Regions from separate parts of the Macaca mulatta genome. Here region 2 is linked to region 1. A link is a contact called in public Hi-C data. All regions are on one chromosome and are shown on one strand. Each heading gives the region's core, a stretch centred on a gene start, on an enhancer-like site or on the middle of the called end of the contact. The rest is flanking DNA. Distances are from core to core; before and after follow the strand shown.

Region 1 (3,833 bases), core at 1,154-3,653:
CTATAGAGTTCTCTGTTCTATAGCCTGTCTCCTCTCCTTGGCAGAACCTCTGTTCCACTACTCTGGAGATGGGGACAGAGAGAGTAACCTACTTCTCTTGGAGTGATACCCCTGGTGTGTCAGTGGGATGCTGGACTAGGGCAGTAGCCACTGGTCATCTTGGTTTATTTCCCCTGTTGTGAAAACTCAGCCTTATGAGCAAGTTGAGAGTTATCAGGGTCCAGTATTCCTAGTTTGCTGTTTCTGGGGTAGATTCAGTTACACTTGCCTGCAATAGAGTCTGTTCAACATATTGCTGGGATTGGAGTAGGGCAGAGTTTGGTTACATATGCTGACAACCTGACTTTTCTGGGTAGAAACTGTAGTCCTAAACTGGGATCTGGGATTAGAGGCAGCCCCATTCTCTTGGCTATATTCATGCAGAATAGAGTTTTTCTCACACTGAGTTGAGGGGTGGGTAGAGAAAACAGGCCATGACTTCAGATCTTTCCAACATTCAGAAGATTTGTTTCAATTTCCGTCTGTTCTTAGGACAATTTCCAGAGACTAGATGGTTGTTTTTGATTTTTAATGATCTCACCAGTTATAGTTGTTTCACTAGGAAGAGAGTCTATGGTGCTTCTCATGCTGTCATTCTGGAAGAGCTTCTCCCTTCTTCCCCCTTTCCCCTCACTTTTGCTGCCCTTGGTTTGCACCTCTCATGGAAGCTTTGTCTCACATACACTTTCTGGGAAACTTATATTAAGAAAGCATTTTAGAATGTTCAGACATCTGTATGAAATTACTGCATGAGTGGAAGTGATGCCAATGGTTGATGAAGCGGGCTGCTACATCTTAACCTGGACTACAAGTTAGTAGACTGTTGCAGAGCTCAAGTTGTTCTCCTACTATCCTCCCAAGATTGACATTCTTACTCTGAGAGGGACTGGACTATCAGCCATCAGGTGATCATAAGGCTAAACGGGTTGCCATATAGTCACAAAATTTGGAATTTTAGAGCAGGAAATGGTTACCAGGTATGGACAGCATCTTTATTTTATAGATGAGAAAACTAAGGCTCAAACAGGTAATTTTCCAAAGCCAATAAGATAATTAATATCTGAGTAAATAAGGCTTTTGATTCTTAGTTTTGGTCTTTCCACAAGGCACTATGTGAGACTTGCTCCCTCATTTCTTTTTAGAAAAAAAAATTTGCAATAAAATGCAAATAAAAATAAAACACCTATTATAAAGCAGCTTTCTATTAAAGGATATTCATATATTCTTTGAGAAAAAATAATTGACTCAATATGGGTACCCTTCTTGTAGTCCACCTGATAGTCTCATTTCAGTGACTGAATCTAATCTATTTTGGAGTCAAACTGAAGGAAAAAGAAAAAATATTCATATGCCAATTTTTAATTCTATTGCCTCACTATGAATTTGCATCTAGGTGTTAGCCCTTCTCAACCATTCCTTTCTCAATTTCCCAGTGATGTTTGCTGAGTGTGTGTGTGTGTGCGTGTGTGTGTATGTGTGTTGGGTAGGGGGAAATCCCCTGCACTCACTAATATGAACTAAGAAAAAAACAAAACACATATAAAAGAGATGTTGAGGTAGTATATGGATGATGTATTATTCTCATTTTTCACTGAGTATCAGTAATCGTTGCAAAAGTGTTGTGTGTTATCCTAAAAGAATAAGAAATGTAATTTAAAATAAAAACTAACATTTAAGTGCCAATGATATGCCAAATTCTTTACTTGCTTTATCTTATTTAATGTTCCTAGCTACTCAATGAGACAGATATTTTCCTCCCCATTTCAGATAAAGAATTTCTGAAAGGTAATTAACTTCCCCAAGGTCACATGGCCACAAGTAGAAGCGTGAGAAGTAGGCTCATAAAAATTATCTCAAAATTCTTTCATCAACACTCTATGATTCTGCTTCTTTTCAACAACAACAAATGTTTTTTAAATGGAAAATCTGGATGTGCCATGGAGTTTTACAAATCCAGGTATTTAGGTGTATTTATGAAACTTGTTCTTTGGTTTCCTGTTTTTAAAAAAATTATAGTGTAAAGTTCATAGAGATCTGGAACTTCATTCCTTCTCTGAATGACTGCTCATGGAGTCTGGTAACATGCAAAAGTTTCAATGTTTGCTACCATCCTTGTTGTTACCACCTCCTTCTTATCCTCCTTCTTCCTCATGTATAGAGACAATATAAGACAGCTTGCCAGACAGTTCTGGTTTGTGCCTATAGCTTTGCATAATTATCATTATTATTATTCATTCCCCAAAGTGTCCTGGTTTAGATACTTTCATGGTCACCTTAATGATCATCACTGAACGTGTGAAGGGTGTTGTATTTCAGGTGCCCAGTAGGTGTCAGCAGTGTGACCTCCCGAGAACACTCAGAGAAAGGATTTCATTACAGAAGTCAAATCAGAGCAAATAATTAAGTGTAGTTCAAGAGCTACCTGCAGCCTTGGCCATTCAAAACAAATGAGAGGACAGGGGGAGGAGAGAAGGAACAGGTGCAGATCAGATAGCTCCTTCCTGGGATCTGATAGAGAGGGAAGGTTTCCTTTCCTCGTTAGAAGGACTCCAATGATCTATGGAATGACCGCTACAGTATCCTTTTAAATTTTCACCCACAAGACAAAGCCAGTATGCAGTGAAATGAGGAAATGCCTTTAAGTGAAGAGATTTTTATTCCTTTCATAAATTGCTCAAGCCATGATTGGATGGAGGTCCTCCAGGTAACTCCATGGACTTTAACAAGTCTATTGAATAACTGCGTCTGAGTTGGAAGCTGAGTTGCCTGAACACAAACGATTTAAAGAAGATTAGAAAGCGTCTACATGCAGAGCTCAATAACACACTCGGAATCTTCTTGGGAGGACCCACGGACTGTACCTATATTACTTTTGACCCAGGTGGATGCAGTCACTCTCTAGAAGCCTCCCCGACTTCAGATGTGTGGCACACATCCACCCAGGGGGGTAGGTAGGAGAAGCCCACAAGAATGGCTCTGCAGATGTTCGTGACTCTCAGTCCTTGGAATTGTTTGCTACTGCTAGTGGCTCTTGAGTGTTCTGAAGCATCTTCTGATTTAAATGAATCTGCAAATTCCACTGCTCAGTATGCACCTAACGCTTGGTTTGCTGCTGCCAGCTCAGAGCCAGATGAGAGGATATCTGTTTTTGAACTGGATTTTGACTACGTGCAAATTCCTTATGAGGTCACTCTCTGGATACTTCTAGCATCCCTTGCAAAAATAGGTAAGTCCTTCAACACCTGGTTTGGTGAGTTATTTTTTTGCATAAGATAGTGAATGTGAAAATGCCTTATAGATAATGGGCTAAGAGGATTTTAACCGTTACTGCTATTACATTAAAAATTCTCTTCCTTTCAGTCAAGGGAAAGTCATAACTGCATTTTACTAAGCTGTTTAATACTTTGAGATTGTGCTTTGATATTTGAGAGCATACTTCTGTGTACTGGGCTGTGTTGGTTTCTTCTCATTTCAGGGTGACAACCATGTGACATTGTTGACATGCAAAACTTTCAAATTCTATGCTTTAAAAATATAGAGAATAAAGCACGTAGACCTGGGCATGATGCAAGGTGGAAATTTCAAATTTCAGGAACCACATAATGTTTCTTCTGTAAAATGTTCTTGGCTGTGTAATTGTGGGCTTCATCAATGACCCCATTGTTTATTCTTTAAAAGTAGCATGTGCTTCTTGCAAATTGACAGAAAGCAAAAAAAAAAAAAAAAAAAAAAAAAAAAAAAACCATAGGCAACTAGTATCACTCAGTGATGGGTTGCTGGGGCATATAATACTA
Region 2 (4,205 bases), core at 247-2,746, 130 kb after region 1:
TATTATTAGTAACTATTGCGATTGTTACACTGGTATCTGAGGATGGAGCCGTTCCCTGGTCTCTGTCTCTTGATTGAACATACATTGCTTCCGCATACTAGCTTCTAAGGGAGGTGCTAACCTCTGGCGCCGCACTGTGGTCCAGAAGAGCTACTGCCACTAATGAGCTGTTTCCTTCCTCTCTGTCAGCCTCCACTCTACATCTGAAAAAGACGGATAGCACATTAAGCCTTTTGGAGCTGTGAAGAATATGTTTGCTGGCATGCAGAGACCTCTGCCTGCTCCTTCATACAGAAGTTCCTGAGGTCTCAACATTCAACAACTCTTCAGTAAGCTCTAAGCTCTGTACGGCAAGAGACACAAAGTTAAACCTCAGTTCTTCCTGAAGTTTCCAGTGCAGGAGCAGGAGATTTAAGATCAGTCCTGGGTTAGGTCAGGATCCTAATCTCCTCTGCATAGCTCGTGTTTTTATATTTTAAGGTGCGTGTCCTCTTAAGCTAACTCTGTTTTATTTTACTAATTTCTTTCCCTTGGACCAGAAAGTATTCCAAAATTCTTTGTGATTCCTAGTGATGCCAGATCTAGTGTCTTGCTTGATGGCTGTATAATTCAGGAGTTATTCCTACTAAAGTACTCCATTAAATACAGTAATATTCTAACAGACCACTCTAGAGCAAAGTACAGACAAAAAAAAAGTACGTGTTTGCCTTAGAAGATTCATACATTCCTAGTAAATATTTCCATGCTATGTGAAAGTCAATCTCAAATCAGGTAACTATAATTTCTAAAAATATTTAGAAATTTTGTAATGTGATTAAATTCATATATCATTTGGATAGACGGGGGAAAAAAGACATGAGAGATCCCACAATGTGAACCAGGGATCACTGGAGGAAAACATTTCATGTGAAACTAGGAGAATTCATGTCCATCCTGCAACTGACCTAACTGTGAGAAAGGCCTGCAGTTCAGATCCCTAATGTGTGGGAGCTGTTCATTTCATCGTCATTTCATACATTTATTCGTCCAACACATATTTAGCAGGTACTCACTGTCTCCAGGCACTATGCTAGGAGCTAAAGATAAAAGAATGAGTCAAACAGACCAATACCTTCACAGAGATTTTCAGTAGGAGAAAAGCAAAATGATTAAGTGCTGAAAAGTTATGGGAAATCAAAGGGCATAAAAGAGGACCCCCAATTAGTCCAGAAATTCAGCTACCAGGTAAGATGTCTAAAGGTCACGAAGAAACCACTAAAGGGTTTTAAATGTGTACCCACATTTCGCTTCTTGCTTCAGTCATTCTATGGGTTGGTGTTACCACTTTCACGGCTGAGCTCCTAGTCAGAGGGCATTTTGAAGAAAGAGCCAGGCCAAGTCGCTCTCGGCATAGGGACATAATTTAACTCTTTTAAGATTTGCTTTAAGGGAAAGATGAAAAGCGTCTTTTTAAAACTAATTTATTTACTTACAAGAATAAATAAAAGGACTTTTTTTTTTTTTTCCAAATGTAAAAAAGAAAAGTGGATAGCCTTTGACTTCAGTAGCATAGATGTGTAAAGTTAAATTGATACCACATAGGGTCTATGGGCAGTGAGGGCCCAGAAACAGATCTGTCATTCATTTACTGGTTCATGATGCACAATCATTCTTAAAAGTGTTGTGTGACAAACTCCTAGAAATTATTGTCTAAATGTGCCCTCTCCCTATTACTATGTCACTAAGTGTGTAGACCTGCCTGATTCACTTACTAAAACTGTATCCTGCGATAACTTTTTGGAACAATCCCTGAAATATTCTCCACTGCTTATTTTGCAGTAGCTGAGAATATAGCCTGCTGTTTATGGGCAACTAGTCATGGGGTAAAGGGTGAGATGAAACCAGTGTTAGCCTGGGTAGGCCTGGGCGTGAATTCCTTCTAGATACTTACTTAATGTGTGAACTTGATTAAGTCTATTTGTTTATTTTAAAAAATTTTTACACTATATTTCTTCACTTATAAAATGGGTAAAAAATATCTGCCTCTTTGGATTTTTATGATTAACAGAAAAATGCAAGTAAAGTGCCTTGTATTGAGCTTCCCATGTAGAGATAGGTACTCAAAAATTTTAAAAAGCTCTTATTTGCTGCCTTTTCACGGGGGTATGTTAGGCACATACCTTTAATAAAAGTTTCCAGTGAAAGGAGAAGGGGAGGCTGAGTTTGGGATGCGCAGTGATTCTTTTTAAGATAATATCTTTAGTTTCAATTCTGTAGCACTTTTGAAAAACTGGTGCTTTGTGAAACAGCAAATGAAGTAGTGCTCTGTAACATCTCTCAGAATTCTTCTCTCTTTTTAGCCTGGACCCATTACTTTGAAGGTCCAAAGAGGACTGTTCCTTATTTTCTTCTATGCAGGTGGAGGATTTTTTTTCTTGTACCCTCTGCTGACATCTCATTGATTTTCTATGTTAAAACTTAGAAGAAAAAAAAAACTGCTTTGAAGGTCGAACTGCCTGGTGTTTGTTTAATAGTAGAAGCCACGCGTTTTGACACATCAAAGATTAAGAAAAGAGGAGGATTTTTATTTCATAACTATCAAAGGGAAAACTTTGAGTTAATTGAATGGCAACTAGTCCCCTTTGTGCTCATTTCAGTTTCTGGCGATAAAGATGCTCGAACAGTGAGATCGCAACCAGTGAAGAAGGCTGCGCTCTGAAGGACAGGAAAGGTTGGCTCTGCATGAGAAAGCCCTTTCAGATCCAGAAGGAGAATCGCGCTTCCTTTCTTTTCCTAACCACAGCCTGTCCTGTAATTAGGGGAGCAAGTCAATCTCAGCGAGGCAAATCACTGGTTTTCCATGAAATATTTATATTTCTTATGCTCTTGGACATGTACACCTCTAAGCCTAAAAGCGGAGAAAGATGTTTTGGTTTTACGTGAGCTGGGGGAGGGAGAAGAAAAGTGGCAGCGACAGTGTAGCAAATGGGTGAAAGCAGCACAGTGTGGCAGAGGAGAGAACAGGATTCCGACTCCGTGGGGGCGTGGGAACACTGAGTTCCGCACAGGGAGCTCCCCTGCGCAGAGCACCTTGTGCGCGAGTTGATAAACTCTCGCAAAGGAAACAAAATTTGGCTTTCCTAAACTTTCTGTATGTTCAGAGAACCCCATGCCTTGTCTTGGCCTCCGCAGCGCCCGACTGGGGTGACAGCACCCCTCCTCCACCGGCCCGGGCTTCTCCTCCGGACCGCGAGCCTGTGGCGGCTCCCCGCGCGCCCAGCGCACCGGGTGTCCCCTTGCAGGAGCCTGCGGGGGCGGGGGAGGAGGGAAGGGCGCGACGCGTGGGTCGCGCCGGTCCCTTCACTGGATGGACGTCCGACGCTGCCTCCGGGGCGGAGACAGCTCCGGCCACCATGCGCCCGGTGGGGCGATTCCACCCACAGTTCGCCGGCTCTGGGGGTGGCGGGTCTTGGCGCGCGGTGCCTGCGCCAAGGGAGGGCAGCCATCGCCCCCGTGGTCACTGGGGCCCTGCGTACCCCGCGGGCTCGAGCAGGTGCGCGGTGTGCCGGCCGGGTCCCCTTGTCCTCCTGCCCCGCGGCTTGGGCGCTGCGCCCGCCCCGCCCCCGCCCGCGGGCCGCCCTGGGCAGGGCCTGCAGCTGCGGCTGGGGAGCAGCTCACGGGCATGGGCCGGCGGCCGGCGGCGGAGGGCGGCTGAGGGCTGCTGAGGGTCCGCGCAGTGGCCTCTTGTCGCCCTGCACGTGCCTTGCCAGGCAGTGCGCCTGCTCACAGCGAGGACCTAGCCCTCTGGTTGCAGAGACCCGGTCCCGCAGCAGCGGCGGGTGGCTCTCGCTGCCCTGCTCTGCACGGGGCAGGGCGGAGCGGGCTGCGCAGCCCGGGCGCGATGCGTTGAGCGCTCGGAGGGCCAACCGCCGCGCCTCTCGGCGGCAACCGGCGGCACCCATGGAACCACTGGGCAACTGGAGGAGCCTGCGGGCGCCACCGCCTTCGATGCTGTTGCTGCTGCTCCTGCAGGTGGCGGGGCCCGTGGGCGCCCTGGCGGAGACCTTGCTGAACGCGCCGAGGGCCATGGGCACCAGCTCCAGCCCGCCCAGCCCTGCGAGCGTGGTGGCTCCCGGAACGACGCTGTTCGAGGAGAGCCGGCTGCCTGTGTTTACCCTGGATTACCCCCACGTGCAGATCCCCTTCGAGATCACTCTGTGGATCCT

Evidence for each region. A called contact is a pair of places that touch in the nucleus more often than the background predicts.
Region 2: a contact with region 1 is called in a Hi-C map of fetal cortex germinal zone, with 3 times the contacts expected there. The contact joins the promoter of SLC9A2 here to the promoter of SLC9A4 in region 1. A contact is called at or near these places in 3 of 14 Hi-C or Micro-C datasets (fetal cortex germinal zone, fetal cortical plate and liver).

Annotation. Positions count from the first base shown.
Region 1 is chr13:10,593,544-10,597,376 of T2T-MMU8v2.0, forward strand. It overlaps SLC9A4 (solute carrier family 9 member A4), which reads left to right and starts at 2,404. Exons shown (of 12, transcript XM_077958950.1): 1 at 2,404-3,265. The coding sequence starts at 3,010.
Region 2 is chr13:10,727,265-10,731,469 of T2T-MMU8v2.0, forward strand. It overlaps SLC9A2 (solute carrier family 9 member A2), which reads left to right and starts at 1,497. Exons shown (of 12, transcript XM_001108368.5): 1 at 1,497-4,205. The coding sequence starts at 3,133.